Linked DNA regions of Sus scrofa: region 1 is linked to region 2. Evidence: chromatin contacts called from public Hi-C data. All regions are on one chromosome and are shown on one strand. The core of a region is the stretch at or near the end of the contact, and the rest is flanking DNA. Distances in the headings are between cores, read along the strand shown. Region 1 holds the start of ZKSCAN5 (zinc finger protein with KRAB and SCAN domains 5). Region 2 holds the start of BUD31 (protein BUD31 homolog).

Region 1 (7,714 bases), core at 3,435-5,934, 87 kb before region 2:
AGCTCAAGAAAAGGCAAAAAGACAAAAAAAAAAAAAAAAAAAAAAAGGGATACGGCTTTGCCACTTCTGCAGTGCAAGTTCGATCCTCAGCCTCCAGGCCGAGGGCGCAGACAAAAAAATTTTTTCTTAATGCTTTTTGTTTTAAACTATGCTATTGAATATGTGTTACTATTTTGGGGTTTTTTTTGTTTTTTTTTTGTCTTTTTGCTATTTCTTGGGCTGCTCCCGCGGCATATGGAGGTTCCCAGGCTAGGGGTCGAATCGGAGCTGTAGCCACCGGCCTACGCCAGAGCCACAGCAACGCGGGATCCGAGCCGCGTCTGCAACCTACACCACAGCTCACGGCAACGCCGGATCCTTAACCCACTGAGCAAGGGCAGGGACCAAACCCGCAACCTCATGGTTCCTAGTTGGATTCGTTGACTATTGAGCCACGACGGGAACTCTTTTTTTTTTTTTTTTTTAATTAATTAATTAATTAATTTTTTGTTTGTTTGTTTTAAAAGTCAGGAGTTCCTGTGGTAGCTCAGCGGAAATGAATCTGACTAATATCCATGAGGATGGAGGTTCGATCCCTGGCCTTGCTCAGTGGGTTAAGGATCCAGCGTTGCCACAAGCTGTGGCACAGTTGTAGATACGGATCAGAGCTGGCATTGCTGTGGCTGTGGCATGGGCCTGCAGCTGCAGCTCCAACTAGACCCCAAATACATGGTAAAATCTGGAATGTAATAGATGGCATTTTAATCAGAGAAGAAGAAAGTGATTACAAGTTTCGGGGGCAACTGGATAGACATCTAGAAAAAAAAACTCAAGCTACAACCACACCATATACCCTACACCAAAAGGAATTCCAGATGGATCAATCATTTCAAAGGATAAAACAAACAACAACAACAATAATGAGAAAAAAACAATGGAGAAGAAATAATGAGAAAAGTTTCTTATACTACTGTGGTGGAGAGGGCCTTTCTAAATATGGCACAGAACCCAGAAACCATGAATTAAGATTTAAACTGACTGTATAAAAATTAAAAAAAAAAAACCTGCAAAGCAGCTGTCCAAATTATAAATGCACACGGCCTCTGAGCCAACAATTTGACTTTTAAGCTTTTTTTTGGCCATGCCCTCGGCCATGCAAAAGTTCCCAGGCCAGGGACTGAACCAAGCCACAGGAGTGACCCAAGCCACAGCAGTGACAATGCTGGATCTTTAACCCATTGGGCCACCAGATAACTCCTGACTTCTAAGCTTTGAGTCTACAATTAATGATGCATGTAAAGGATACTCACTGCAGCAAAGTTTGTTACAGTAAAGATTCAGAAATGATCTAAAGGAATAACTTCAACAGCCTTTAATACGACGTCAATTATGGTCCCTCCATACACTGGAATACGACGCACTTGCAATGACTGAAGCAACTCTATTGGGACCAACATGGTACAAGCCGGGATATAAGACATAAAAGCAAAAGGCAGAAGTGCACAGTGATGTAAAAACATTTGTGTTTTTTTAAAACACGTCACAGGAGTTCCCACGGTGGCTCAGCGGTAACGAACCCAACTAGTATCCAGGAGGATGCGGGCTCGATCCCTGGCTTCGCTCAGTGGCTTAATGATCCCACGTTGCTGTGGCTGTGGCACAGGCCGGCTCTGATTCAACCCCTTAGCCTGAGAACTTCCATGTGCCTCAGGTGTGGCCCTTAAAAAAAAAGCAAAAGAAAACACACCGTACACACATCCCATAACATATACAGAAGACAGTGCATCCCTGTAAGGCTGTACAAATACCACGTGACCGTGGCTGCCTCTGATGAGAACTCAGGCAGCTGGGGAATTAGGGGTGGGAGGGACACTTACTTTTCATTACAATCTTATGGGCCTTTTGAATTTTCTACCATGTCATTCAAAAAATAAACCAGTAATTTAAAACATAAATAAAATCGCAGCTTGTCTTCTCCAGGTTAACACACTGGATACTGCTTCTCTTTGCTGGAGTGGCAGGAAATCTCCACAGTGGACCTAATCCCAGGAGAACAAAAGAATATGAATGAAGCGGCAGGGCGCCCAGGGTCTCACCCCTGCTCAGCAGCTCCTAACACTCCTCCTCTCCTTCCTCATCGCTCCGAGGTCCCCTCTCTCACTTACCTGTTGTCTTCGTTCCTCTAGTTCTCTCTGTATACTTTCCACCACGGCCACAGCCTCTTCTCCACTTTCTGGGTGATGCTCTCTCACCCAGGTCTGGAACTCTTCCGGCAGGATGGTCAGGAACTGCTCCAGCACCAACAGCTCCAGGATCTGCTCCTTGGTGTGCAGCTCAGGCCTCAGCCATTCACAGCAGAGCACCCGGAGCTGGCTGAGGGCCTCGCGGGGGCCTGAGGCCTCGTGGTACTGGAAGTGCTTGAAGCGCTGGTAAAAAGTCTCAAACGCTGGTGGGTTGTACTCCTGCATCCAGGTGCAGTCTTCTTCCTCCACCTTCACTATGAGAAGGTCCTCCTGCTCCTGTGACGTCTCAGCTGGAAGGTCTAAGTCTATAACTTCCCCAGATTCTGTCATTATCATTCCAACTCAGAGGCAGAGCTCTCCAGGTAAGCCGGGGGGCACGGATCAACTTTGTTCTCTGCTCCTTGAGATCTTCTGAAGGACACGTTCATTAGCTTGCAACCTACTGGTACATTGGGAACCATTATTAGCAAAGAGAGGACACAAATGACCACTCAGCAACTCAACAACTAATGATATACGGAAACGACACTTAAAAATGTGGACTACAGGAGTTCCGTCATGGCTCAGCAGTTAACGAACCTGACTAGCATCCGTGAGGATGCGCTCGCTCAACGGGTTAAGGATCTGGCATTGCCATGAGCTGTGGTGTAGGTGGCAGAGGAGGCTTGGAGCCCACATTGCTGTGGTTGTGGTGTAGGCCGACAGCTGCAGCTCTGATTTGACCCATAGCCTGGGAACCTGCATATGCTGAGGGTGTGACCCTAAAAAGACAAAAAAAAAAAAAAAATGTGGGCTATAGGGAGTTCCCCTTGTGATTCAACAGGAACAAACCCAACTAGTATCCATAAGGATGCAGGTTCAATCCCTGGCCTTGGCCGGGGGTTAAGGATCTGGTGTTGCCCTGAGCTGACGTGTAGGTCCAAGATGCTCAGATTCTGCGTGGTTGTGGTGTAGGCCGACAGCTGCAGCCCCGATTGGACCCATAGCCTGGGAACCTCCATATGCTGAGGGTGTGGACCTAAAAAAAAAAAAAAAAAGTGTACTACAAAACAGCCATCCCTCCACCCACAAAATAATGACCAACACTGAAAAAGTGTAAAGGAGGTAGTTCTCTTCTGGCTCAGAGGATTAAGGACCTGGTGTCACTACAGAGGCTGGGGCAGCTGTGGTGGCTGGAGTTCTATCCCCGGCTCATTAATTTCCACATGGCCCAGGTGCGGACAAAATAAATTAAGAAAAAGGGTAAAGGACAGCAATAAAAATTTGACATCGAGCCTAATCAAATACAATTTTAGTGCTTAAGAGCATTAAATCTCATATAAAAAAAACAGGACAAAACTTACTAACTAGTCCAGACGCAGCCGCTCCTTCTCTACCACAAGCCAACTTAAGTCAGAACAGAGGTCAAAAACAGTACAACGGTCAAAACTGGCCCTGTCCTTCTCAAGCCACAAGAGCTTGACAGGCCAACGGGAGACTTCATGGGTCCCGAAGAGAACCAGGGTTTTAAGTACCGATTTTGCACCTGGATTCCTCACAATCGCCCCTGACCCCGAGCCACGGAAACCGGCCCGGTCAAGGTTAGGGACAGGACCATGGTCTGGACACAGAGGCCTGTCCTCAAGGCCCCAGTCCCGGGGAGCTCTGCTGGAAGACCAGGCTCCTGCGGCCAAGGCTGGGAAGACGGGTTTCTTCTCACAAACGAAGAGAAAGCCGAACCCGACACTTCCCAACACTTCCTCGCCGGAAGTAAGCAAGTCCAAGCTGTCCCTGACCAACGGTGTAGAGCCATAAACCCCACCCCCGAGAGTACTTCCGAGTCCTCTCTAGGAATCCCGGAGGCCCTCTCCTCGCAGCGGGCGGGAAGTGCTCGCCCCAGGCTCCGCCCTAACCCCGCCCCCGAGGGGCTGTGGCCAATCAGCGGGGAGATAGGGCGCCGGCCCAGGATGCCCGTCCAACCTCCAGAAACACAGCCGTTCCCCGCCCACCGATCCGCAGGTCCAGCGTTGCTAGGGCCGGAGAGAAAACCGACCCGCCTTCGTCCTCACTCAACCCCAAACCATTTAAACGGCCCGAGCCCGCCCCTTTATTGGATTGGGGGCAGAGGACGGGGCCTTAGATGTCCCGAGGGCTTGCTAAGGCAACAGTTGCCACTGTCTGGTTGGCCGTGGGACTTGCGCTCCTTCAGCCCCACGCTCTGAGCCCCAGTTCCAAGTAGGTCTGTAGCTCTCGGCGAGCCCGCACCCTTACTTCTCTTTAATGGACCGTTTGGTTTCTTCATCTGAAACCTCGCCACTCCCCGCACCCTGCCTCCAGACACACCCACCTCTTTACCACAGCCGTCAGCTCAGGTGCTGAAACCTCCGACGTCAGACCCGCGAGCCCCTGGAGCCAGCGGCCCCAGGGACTACACTCCCAGAAAGCGCCGCGCGGGCCACGTCCTTCAGCCAATAGGGCCACGGCTCTCTTCGCAGCCTCGGTCTCGCGAGCCTATCAAAATGTGAGATTGGGAGGCGTTTCTTCCGCGCCTGCATTGGAAGGCTGAGTGCGTCGGCATAGGGTCTACTACGGGCTGCGGAGGGTGGGGGCGGAAGTACCGCATCCTTTCAAAGAAGAGCCGTCTATTCAGGGCTTCTCTGGGATCCAAGGGGGTCCCATCTTTAATAAGCCCTCGTTTTGTTATCCGTTTACAAAGCTGTTCGACAGGCAGAACGAGAGTCACCGTATTACGAGTCTCGAAGATGAATGAGGCCAACCGACACTGAATCAGAAGGCATACATCCTTGGATACTCCAGGACAGTTTTGTTTGTTTTAATGTCTATTGTGAATTTTCACTCAAATCAGGAATGGGGTTTTGAGAACGCCTTGCTAGCGCCATGGTCCAGCTTATGGGAATGAAGAACTGCAGAAAGTCACCTATCTCCGCTGGAGACGCTTAAATTGACACTGCGGTATGTTTGGTCAATGTAGTATTTGTATGCTTTCACTTTTGACATTTAAAATTGTTAAAAGTTCAGACAAAACAAACACCAGAAGTAAAAGCAATACATCAATGAAGTAATAATTAGTAAAAGTTTATTGTGCACACGTCAAAAAGCTTACAAACCGGTAGCATTCAAACATGGAAAGAAACTTTATGTTATAAAGCATCTTCTATCGTGTGGAGACGGTGACTGTTTATTCTTCACAGTGATTGGTTACAGTATTAAGAATTTTTTTTAGAGGGAATTGGTTAGTAGTTACTTCATATCGAGTTGGGGGAACAATGTAAGTCTTGCTGAGGATTTTCAGAGGCATAAGCAAGAAATACCCAGGTCAGTTAGCCTGGCTTGTCTTGCAAAATGAGCTAAATGAAACTTTGCTCTTATGACTAAACTGGTTTTGTCTGCTCAAGAAATTTTCAAGTCTGGTCTACCTTTGTTTTTTATTTTAACAGAACATTGCATAGTGTCACTTTTAAAAAGTGGATCTTTGATCCATTAATAAGTATCTTGGTGTACGAGAGGAAGTATAAATCTAACTTTCTCTTTTCCTGAATCATTAGTCGGTTGTCTCAACATTTACAAGAAATTCTATCTTTATTCCTCATTGATTTGTGATGCTGCCTTTATCACAAGTTAATTTTGCATGTGTTTTGAGATTTGTTTCTAAATTTTCTATACTGTTCCATTCGTCTGTTTGTCTACACGTGGGATAATATCATGTTGTGTTCATTTACTGAGGTTAATCATTGGTTTTAATATCTCTAAGAGTGAGTGCCCCCCAATTTTGTTTCCTTTTCAGAGTATCCTAGTTCCTTTGATATTCTCCAATTAAGATTCAGTTTTTCTGGTTCGGGAAGAATTCTGTATTAAAATCATTCGTGATTTATACTGACTTAGAGAGAACTGACATCTGTACAAAGGTGATTTTCCTATCCGGGAAAATGGTATGTCTTTCCCTTGTGGAAAAAGCCCTACTTTTGGATCCTTAAAGTTTTCTTCATATAGGAATTGATAAAAGAAGATGCGATGTGTGTAAATATGAATGAATGATAATGGAATATTACTCAGCTATAAAAAGAATGATATCTTGCCATTTGTGACAACATGGATGGATCTAGAGGGCATTATGCTAAGTGAAATGTCAGACAGAGGAAGACAAATACCATACAATTTCACTTATATGTGGAATCTAAAAGCAGGAAGGTTCCCTGGTGGCACAGTGGGTTAAGGACCCCGGCATTGCCATAATCATGGCACAGGTCGCAACTGCAATGCAGGTTCGATCCTGGCCCAGGAACTTCTACATGCTGCAGGCGCAGCCAACCCACATACCTCCCCCCAAAACAAATAAACATAACAAAACAGAAACAGACTCATACATACAGAGAACAAATAAGTGGTTGCCAGAGGGGAGGGGAGTGAGGGAATGAAAAGTTTAAAAAATTGTAACCCATGTGAGGCAATGAATCCTATTTAACTTGATTGTGATCTTATCACAGTGTAGATTTATATGAAATGCATTGTACACCTTAAATATATACATATTTGTCAAGTATACCTCCAAGATGAAAAAAAATTTTAATAAAGTTTTCTTCCTATAGGTGTGTTACCTATCGTGTGTTTATTCCCAAGTATTCTGTTATATTGCAAATCGAGTTGGTCTGGGTTTTTTTTGTTTTTGTTTTTGTTTTGTCTTTTTGCTATTTCTTTGGGCTGCTCCCGCAGCATATGGAGGTTCCCAGGCTAGGGGTCCAATCGGAGCTGTAGCCACCGGCCTACGCCAGAGCCACAGCAACGCAGGATCCGAGCCGCGTCTGCAACCTACACCACAGCTCACGGCAACGCCGGATCGTTAACCCACTGAGCAAGGGCAGGGATCGAACCCGCAACCTCATGGTTCCTAGTCAGATTCGTTAACCACTGTGCCACGACGGGAACTCCCTTTCTTTTTTTTTTTTTTTTTGGTCTGGTTTTTAAAGAGTATTATCTGGTAGCTTGTGTTGTATAACAAATGATCCCCAATCTTTAGTGACCTAAAAAAGAAACCATTTATTTATCGAGGGGCTCTGTGGGCTGGCAGTTTGGCCTGGGCTCATGCGGATGGCTCTTTGCCTCTTCTGCCTCTGGTCCCTGCCAGTGAGGTAGGCAGTTGGTCATCAGCAGCTCCAGGGACTACATCTCCCAAGAAGCCTCGCGCCAATCATGCTCTCTAGCCAACGGGGACTTTGTGGCCATTTTTGCATTATACCACAATGAAACATACCATCTGAAAAGGAGAGAAAAGGGTGATGGTCAAGGCAGTGCTGGGAATGGACTTTTCACATAACCATCAGCCCACATGCACAGTAAAAGGGTCGGCAAAGTGCTGCTCTAGGCACTTTGTATTTTCTCCTTATCTTAAACCCGACCCTAAGAGAGCTGAATACTTGAACTGCATTCTTTTCTTCCTTAGCCGAATCAGGCTGTTTGAATTTTGATAGTTGTGAACTCTGTTTTCCAGTATGCAA
Region 2 (6,787 bases), core at 2,444-4,943:
CAGGGTGTGGCCAAAAACAAACAAACAAACAAGAGAAAGAACATCACGTTTGTCTACATGTTCTCACTCCAAAAAGTCATCTCTTGAAAAAGGAAGTAAATTTATTTTCAAGGACTCATATAATCTCCTTTATTATAGCAATTTCCAAGTTATTCTATTTTGAAAAAAGATCTTTTGGGGGGAAGAAATTTCTCCGTCCAAGGTGACCTTGCAAGTTCTGGATAGTTAACAGGACTTACCTGATACAGTCAACTTTGAAAAAAGGAAGCAAAGTAATTTTTTTCACTCTTTTTTTATGGCCACACTGGCATATGAAGTTCCCAGCCGGGGACTGAATATGAGTCGCATCTGAGACCTACACTGCAGCTGTAGCAATCCTGGATCCTTTTAACCCACTGCACCGACTAAGGATTGAACCTGCACCTCTGCAGCACCCTGAGCTGCTGCACTCAGATTCTTAACCCACTGTGCCACAGTGGGAACTCCAGAAGCAAAGTAATTTAACACCCACTTAGTAACCACTGCTGGAGGTAAGACTTCATAACAAGGGTTAGATTAGTTACCAAAAACCTGAAATAAAAAAATCGCTTTAAAAGTAATTCACTAAGTGATGATACTGTGATAGGGCCAACAGATGTGGCTTCAGATCACATTTCCCAAAAGTGCACACTGCAGTGATTCACCAGGTGCAGGATCACGCAACATTCAGATGAAAGTGAAGGTGATATGTTCTGGAAAACTGGCAGAGGATGCAAAAACAAAGTGATGATGAAAACAGACCCATGAGAAAAATCCAAATAAAAATGTTTTCCCAAACAGATATATTTTGTACAATTTTAGATAAACATCCAACTAATATAGTAAGTAATTATAGGTAGATTATTTGATCTATATTTCCTAGAGCTGTTTTTTCTTGGGGGGGGGGGCCACCCACAGCATATGGAAGTTCCCAGGCCATGGATCAAATCTGAGCCACAGCTACGGCAACATCAGATCCTTAACCCACTGCACCACAGAGGGCACACCCTATATCTCCTATATATATAAAGCTTTTATATTCAAGTTGGCCCCAAAATTTTTTGAGGCCCTTTTCTCTAGTATTATCTTACTTTCTGGCATTGATAGCATTCCTGTGAATTAATAAGCAAACAAAATAGCATCAAGAGGCCACAGTGGTGCAGCCTGTCTCTTCCCATTTATACCTGGGTTTATGCCTGGCCCCACAGGCATCAAAGCCTGTGGCCCTTGGACAGAGCCCATCCAGACAGGAACTCCCCCACTTACCTTCTCTCATCTTTTGATCTAATTCATCCAGTGTTGGCTCAATCAACTCCCAGCCATCTGGGGGAGCTTTCCGGCTTCTTTTGACTTTAGGCATTTTTTCTCCAGAAGATAATTTGCAAAGATCTATGGGGGGAAAATATTAAATGTATTGGTTTCTGAGCCTCAGATCCCCAAGGGACTTCACAAGCCACAACTTTGGTGCACATTCATGTTCCTAAATCTGTTTTCTCATGTGCAAATAGGGGATAACAGAATCTAATTTATAGGGCTTTTGTGAAGACATAATTATAGGTACTATGCCTGGCATTTAATGTGTGCTTCAGACGTTTTGACTGTTAGCATTAACTGATATCAACTATGAACAGCTCTCTGTACTGGGAAACACGGAACAAAAAATAAGATGCACACTCTGTCCCTGAGAAGGTGATAGTCTAGCAAGGACATAAAAAGTGAAAAAGGAGCAGTTCCCTGGTGGTGTCACTGCTGTGGCACAGGTCGCTGCTGTGCTGTGGGTTCAATCCCTAGCCTGGGAACTTACACAGGAAACCTCTATCCCTGGCCAAAAAAAGTTAAAAGGGGAATTACAACACAGTGTGAGGAAGACTATGATTGAGAGAGTAAGGAACGTAAGTGTTTAAAAAGGAAAAAGTGAGGAGTTCCCGTCGTGGTGCAGTGGTTAACGAATCCGACTAGGAACCAGGAGGTTTCCAGTTCGATCCCTGCCCTTGCTCAGTGGGTTAACGATCTGGCGTTGCCGTGAGCTGTGGTGTAGGTTGCAGATGCGGCTCAGATCCCACGTTGCTGTGGCTCTGGCATAGGCTGGCAGCTACAGCTCCGATTCGACCCCTAGCCTGGGAATCTCCAAATGCTGCGGGAGTGGCCCAAGAAACGGCAAAAAGACAAAAAATTAAAAAAAAAAAAAAAAAAAAGGAAAAAGTGTAAAACCAAAGTTACCTTAGGGTCTCTTTCCCAAGATCTCTGGCCTCTTCAGTTACAGGCTTAGGTTCTTGACCAGCTGTGACTTTGGGGTAGGTTACATTCCCTTTCTGGCACTTCCTCTTGTCTGTAAAACGAGGGAGGTGTATCATCGGGATTGCCAAGGTCTCTTTTGAACCCAACAAGCATACTACAGAAAGGCAAGTCATGTAAAGCCCATACAATGGACCACTCCAAATCTTACATAGGAAATCATTATCAAACCACATAGCATCTCTTGGCTGGCAAAGAAAACTCAGGTTAGTTATCTTTTATTTTTAAGCATACCAGACTCCCCTCTCCCAAATTCGTTCAGTTACTTGTAGGCCTGACAAGTTCACAAAGCCCCGCCCCCCGTCCTTTCAAGAATTCTCAGAAACAACCTTACAGATGAGGACCGATTAACAAGAGGAAAACTCAGGATCGCACAGGCCTGAGAACTAGCAGAGTCTGACTCTGTCAGGGGCTCCTGACTCTCAGATCAGAGGTCTCTGTACTGGTCTCCCCGCTCGGAAGCTAGAGATGGATGGAATCTGGTCCGTGTCCCAACGCGCACCGGCTGGGAGGACAAACACAGAGGAATGACCGCTTTGCTGTGACCCAGGAGATTTGAGGGCCTGGTCCAGCCTGGGAGTCAGAGGAGGCCTCCCAGGGGAGGCAACAAATAAGAGGTAACTAGAGCAAGAAGCAGCAGGTGTGGGGCGGTAAAGAGGTGGTAGCGCTCGGGAGAGGCGACGAGCGGAAAGGCGTTCAGAGGAAGGGAGGAAGACCTTACAGCCCGGGTAGTTAAGAAAGGCTCAGAAAGACGACAGCTTCTGAATCGGGCTTACAAAAATAAGCAATATTTAAAAAAAAACGTTCTCGGCGGAAAGCATGGGGAAAAAAAGGGAAAAAAGCCTAAAAGAGAACCCCCAAACCTCCCATCCTTCCGGCCAAACCAGCAAGGAGCCGCCTCTTCTCGGGAACTCACGTCGACCGCTTGGTCCAGAGGCCCGAACCCATCCCAGTTCAGCTGTTTAGATCGCTCTCTGGGCCAACGCAGACCTCCGATCCCCGGCCCCAGCCGCTACCAAGACACCCGAGAACAGAGTAAAAACACACACCAAAACCTCCGTCGCCGTCGGCTACCCCTTCTTTAACCAACGCCTCGGCTTCCCAGGCGATCACTTCAGGATGAGGTCCTCGCAGAGCCCCGCCCCAACAGGCGTGGAGATTGCGCTGTTTTCTTAGGTGTCCGCATCTCTGCCTGTATAGAATTCCAGAGCCGCTCTTTCCTTTTGCCCTCGCTTCCCGGGGGTGACTGGCAGGCTCACGCGCCTCCCCTGGCCGGGGGTAGAGGGACTACGAGCTCTGTTGCCCGGCAGCGGGCGGGCGAGCCCCGGCTCAGGCGGCGCGTGGGACAGTCTGGCCTCCCTGAGGTCCCCGGTCCTCGCGGCGGCGGCGGGGCGTGAAGGGAGGGCGGGGTGGGGGGGGGAACTGGCCGGGCGGAAGAAGTCGAGCCCGAGGCATTTCCGGTTCCGGTGTCAGTTCGAGGCGCCGCCGCCGCAGCCGCCGGAGCCGAGATGCCTAAAGGAGGTGAGGGGCGGGCGCGCGTGGCCGGAGGGCCTAGTGGAGCTGCCCGAGTCAGGCTCCCGCTGTCCACTCAGCCCGCGGGCCTCTCGGCCAGCGGCGCAGAGAGAGGACGTCCGCGCCGACTGAGGGCCAGGCCTGGGCCTCGACGCCCAATTGTCCCACTGGGGAAACTGAGGACTGTGGGGGCCTCGAGCCACTCCCTCGGGGGTCCGAGGGAACTTGGAGGCTCTGGGTCCTCGCCGACGCGGAAGGCCGATCTAGAGCGCTCTTCTGGCCTGGGGGGTCTGGAGGTCCTCCCGCTTTCAGGCTCGCCGGAGACTGAGTCACCGCGTCCCGCGCCGGTGCCGGGCCCGCCTGCCTCGCGCATAAAACGTGGGCTCCGGGCTAGCCAGGCCTGCCTACTGCGACCTAACTTGATGTTCTTAAGCCTGCGAGACCTAGTTTTGACTGCTCTGTTCGGCAGCGGCTCGATGTGTGCCTTAGAGCCAGTTGGTTAACCTAACCGTGTCTTAGTATTGTCCCTTGGAGGTAGTGGTTAGGAGTGTACCTACCTCATAATACTGATGGGAGACTTAAACTAGGTTAGGTAACCCACGTGGAGGGTGCAGTACGGTGCAGGACAGTCTTTAAGTGCCCCGTTAGCATTAACTATTGTTATTTGTAAGACTTTGCCAGTTCTTCGGCCAAGAAGGTAAAGCATCCCTGGCTTCCCAGTCCATTGTAGACGGTCCTCCATCCTCTTCCCCGTAAGAGTCAACAGCTCTTGACTTGAAGCCCAGCTGTGTTACTATCTAATCTTGTGGCCTTGAACAAGTTATTTAACTTTTTCCAGCCTGTTTTCCCCATCTGGAACACCTGTCTAATAATTCTTAGCTTGGAGAATTGGGGCCGGGGTCATAAAACTATAGAGCACGCATGGTGCCTGGCCACCTTCTGCATGGAACAGATGTTCAGTTAATATTGGTCGCTTGTGTGTCATGTTGATTAAGATGCATCAGCCCACAGGAAGATCTGCTTGGAGTCTTTTCAAACCTAAATGATTTCCTGATTCTCTACTCCCAGAGATAATTGGGGTTTACAGTGCTGAATCCCTTTAAACCTAGCTCTCTACTGGTTTATTCCATGGTAGGAAAAAGCCATGTCTCTTGTGTTCCTCAGTCTCCTGCAAAAGGAGGGTACTCCATGAGCTCTTCCAGCTCCAGAGTTCTGGTTTTAAGAGTCTTACTAGATAGATAATTTGCGTTAAGGTGGGGCGGTCACAGTTAGGAAACCCTAAATATGGGAGTTCCCAACCTGGCTCAGTGGTTAACGAATCTGACTGGGAACCATGAGGTTGCGGGTTCGACCCTTGGCTTTGCTCAGTGGGTTAAGGATCCGGCGTTGCCATGAGCTGTGGTGTAGGTTGCAGACTCGGCTCGGATCCCACCTTGCTGTGGCTGTGGTGTAGGCCGGCAGGTACAGCTCTGATTAGACCCCTAGCCTGGGAACCTCCATATGCCGAGGGAAGCGGCCCTAGAAAAGACAAAAAAAAAAAGTAAATCCTAAATACGGATTCTTGTTTAAATAACTTGGCCTTTGGGCTTGTGAAAGCTTTATGGGCGAAGTTTACATTTCTTGCTTGTGGTAATTTGCTTGAAAACCAAAAGAAAGCTCGAAGATGTTCAAAAAAAAAAAAAAAAGTATAAAATTCTCCCAGGGCAAAGAACCAGTTCTTGTTGCTGATAAGTAACTGTGAAGCATTCTTAAAGGCACGGAGAGCTTCTGATTAACAGGTGCCGTAGACCAAGCTAAGAGCATTCCATAGCTAAGCAGGTGGGATGAGAGCCTGTAGTAAATTTCTAGTTGTTTATATTACTTAGAATATTAAGAGGGCAAGACAAGATGGGTTTTTTGATGGCAAGCTTGATTTCTCACAATAGGACTTTTATTTTTTATTTTATTTTATTTTTTCACTGCCCTGGGGCATATGGAGTTCCCAGGCCAGGGATCAGATGAACTAAGCCCCAGTTTCGGCAATGCCAGATCCCCAACCCACTGTGCTGGACCGGGGATTGAATCTGCATCCCAGCACTCCCAAGATAACCGCCAATCCCGTTGCAGCACAGCAGGAACTGCTCACAATGGGACTTTTTTTTTTTTTTTTTAATTTTACTGGAGGAATTCCTGTCATGGCTCAGCGGAAATGAATCTGACTAGCATCCCTGAAGACGCACGTTCGATCCCTGTCCTCACTCAGTGGGTTAAGGATCTGGTGTTGCTATGAGCTATGGTGTAGGTCCCAGGTGCGGCTCATCCTGCGTTGCTGTGGCTGTGGTGTAGGCCAGCGGCTACAGCTCTGATTTGACCCCTTGACTGGGAACCTCCATGTGTCGTGGGTACAGCTCTAAAAAGACAAACAAAAAATTTTACTGGGGTATAGCCGATTTATAGTCTTGTATTAATTTCAGCAAAGTGCAGTTATACTAGACCCATTTTTCCCTATATAGGTTATTATAGAACAAGTCGACTTCCCTGTGCTGTACACTAGGTCCTTGTTATCTATTTTATATCTAGTACTGTGTATGTGTAATTCCATCCTCCCAGCTTATCCCTCTCCCATCACAATAGGACTTTGATGAGCATAGCCTGAGACACCCCTGGGAACCCAGGGTAGTCATTAAAAATGGGTGGTGTGGTCTGTAGCAGCCCAATTATAACTCTGCAGCTGCTGTCCAGGAAATCAGGGGAGGCCAGTATCTCTGCTACTGTCTGTGGAGGCTGGCACAGCTCTGGCTGTCTAATTACAGCTTCTCTGCTCTCAGTGAGAGACCCAGCAGAAGTCAGGTGGGCTGCAGCTCCCAGAAGAGGTGGAAATGGCTGCTAGGCACAGCCACCCTAGCTAGCATCCTCCAGAACCAGCTGAGGGGGTGTCACCCTCCTATAAAACTGGCTGATGGCTTTAGCAGGGGTCAGTCTA

The links. A called contact is a pair of places that touch in the nucleus more often than the background predicts.
Region 1: a contact with region 2 is called in a Hi-C map of skeletal muscle, with 3 times the contacts expected there. The contact joins the promoter of ZKSCAN5 here to the promoter of BUD31 in region 2. A contact is called at or near these places in 1 of 5 promoter capture datasets (liver), 7 of 47 Hi-C or Micro-C datasets (alveolar macrophages, blood, heart right ventricle and 3 more) and 1 of 2 datasets of contacts at active chromatin or transcription factors (alveolar macrophages).

Annotation. Positions count from the first base shown.
Region 1 is chr3:6,439,285-6,446,998 of Sscrofa11.1, reverse strand. ZKSCAN5 (zinc finger protein with KRAB and SCAN domains 5) reads right to left here and starts at 4,684. Exons shown (of 5, transcript XM_013995381.2): 1 at 4,549-4,684; 2 at 2,145-2,661. The coding sequence starts at 2,558. LOC106509641 (a long non-coding RNA gene) reads right to left here. Exons shown (of 2, transcript XR_001307332.2): 2 at 7,131-7,473.
Region 2 is chr3:6,352,155-6,358,941 of Sscrofa11.1, reverse strand. BUD31 (protein BUD31 homolog) reads right to left here and starts at 3,693. Exons shown (of 6, transcript XM_003124311.4): 1 at 3,363-3,693; 2 at 2,239-2,347; 3 at 1,285-1,407. The coding sequence starts at 1,378. PDAP1 (28 kDa heat- and acid-stable phosphoprotein) reads left to right here and starts at 3,729. Exons shown (of 6, transcript XM_005661875.3): 1 at 3,729-3,834. The coding sequence starts at 3,822.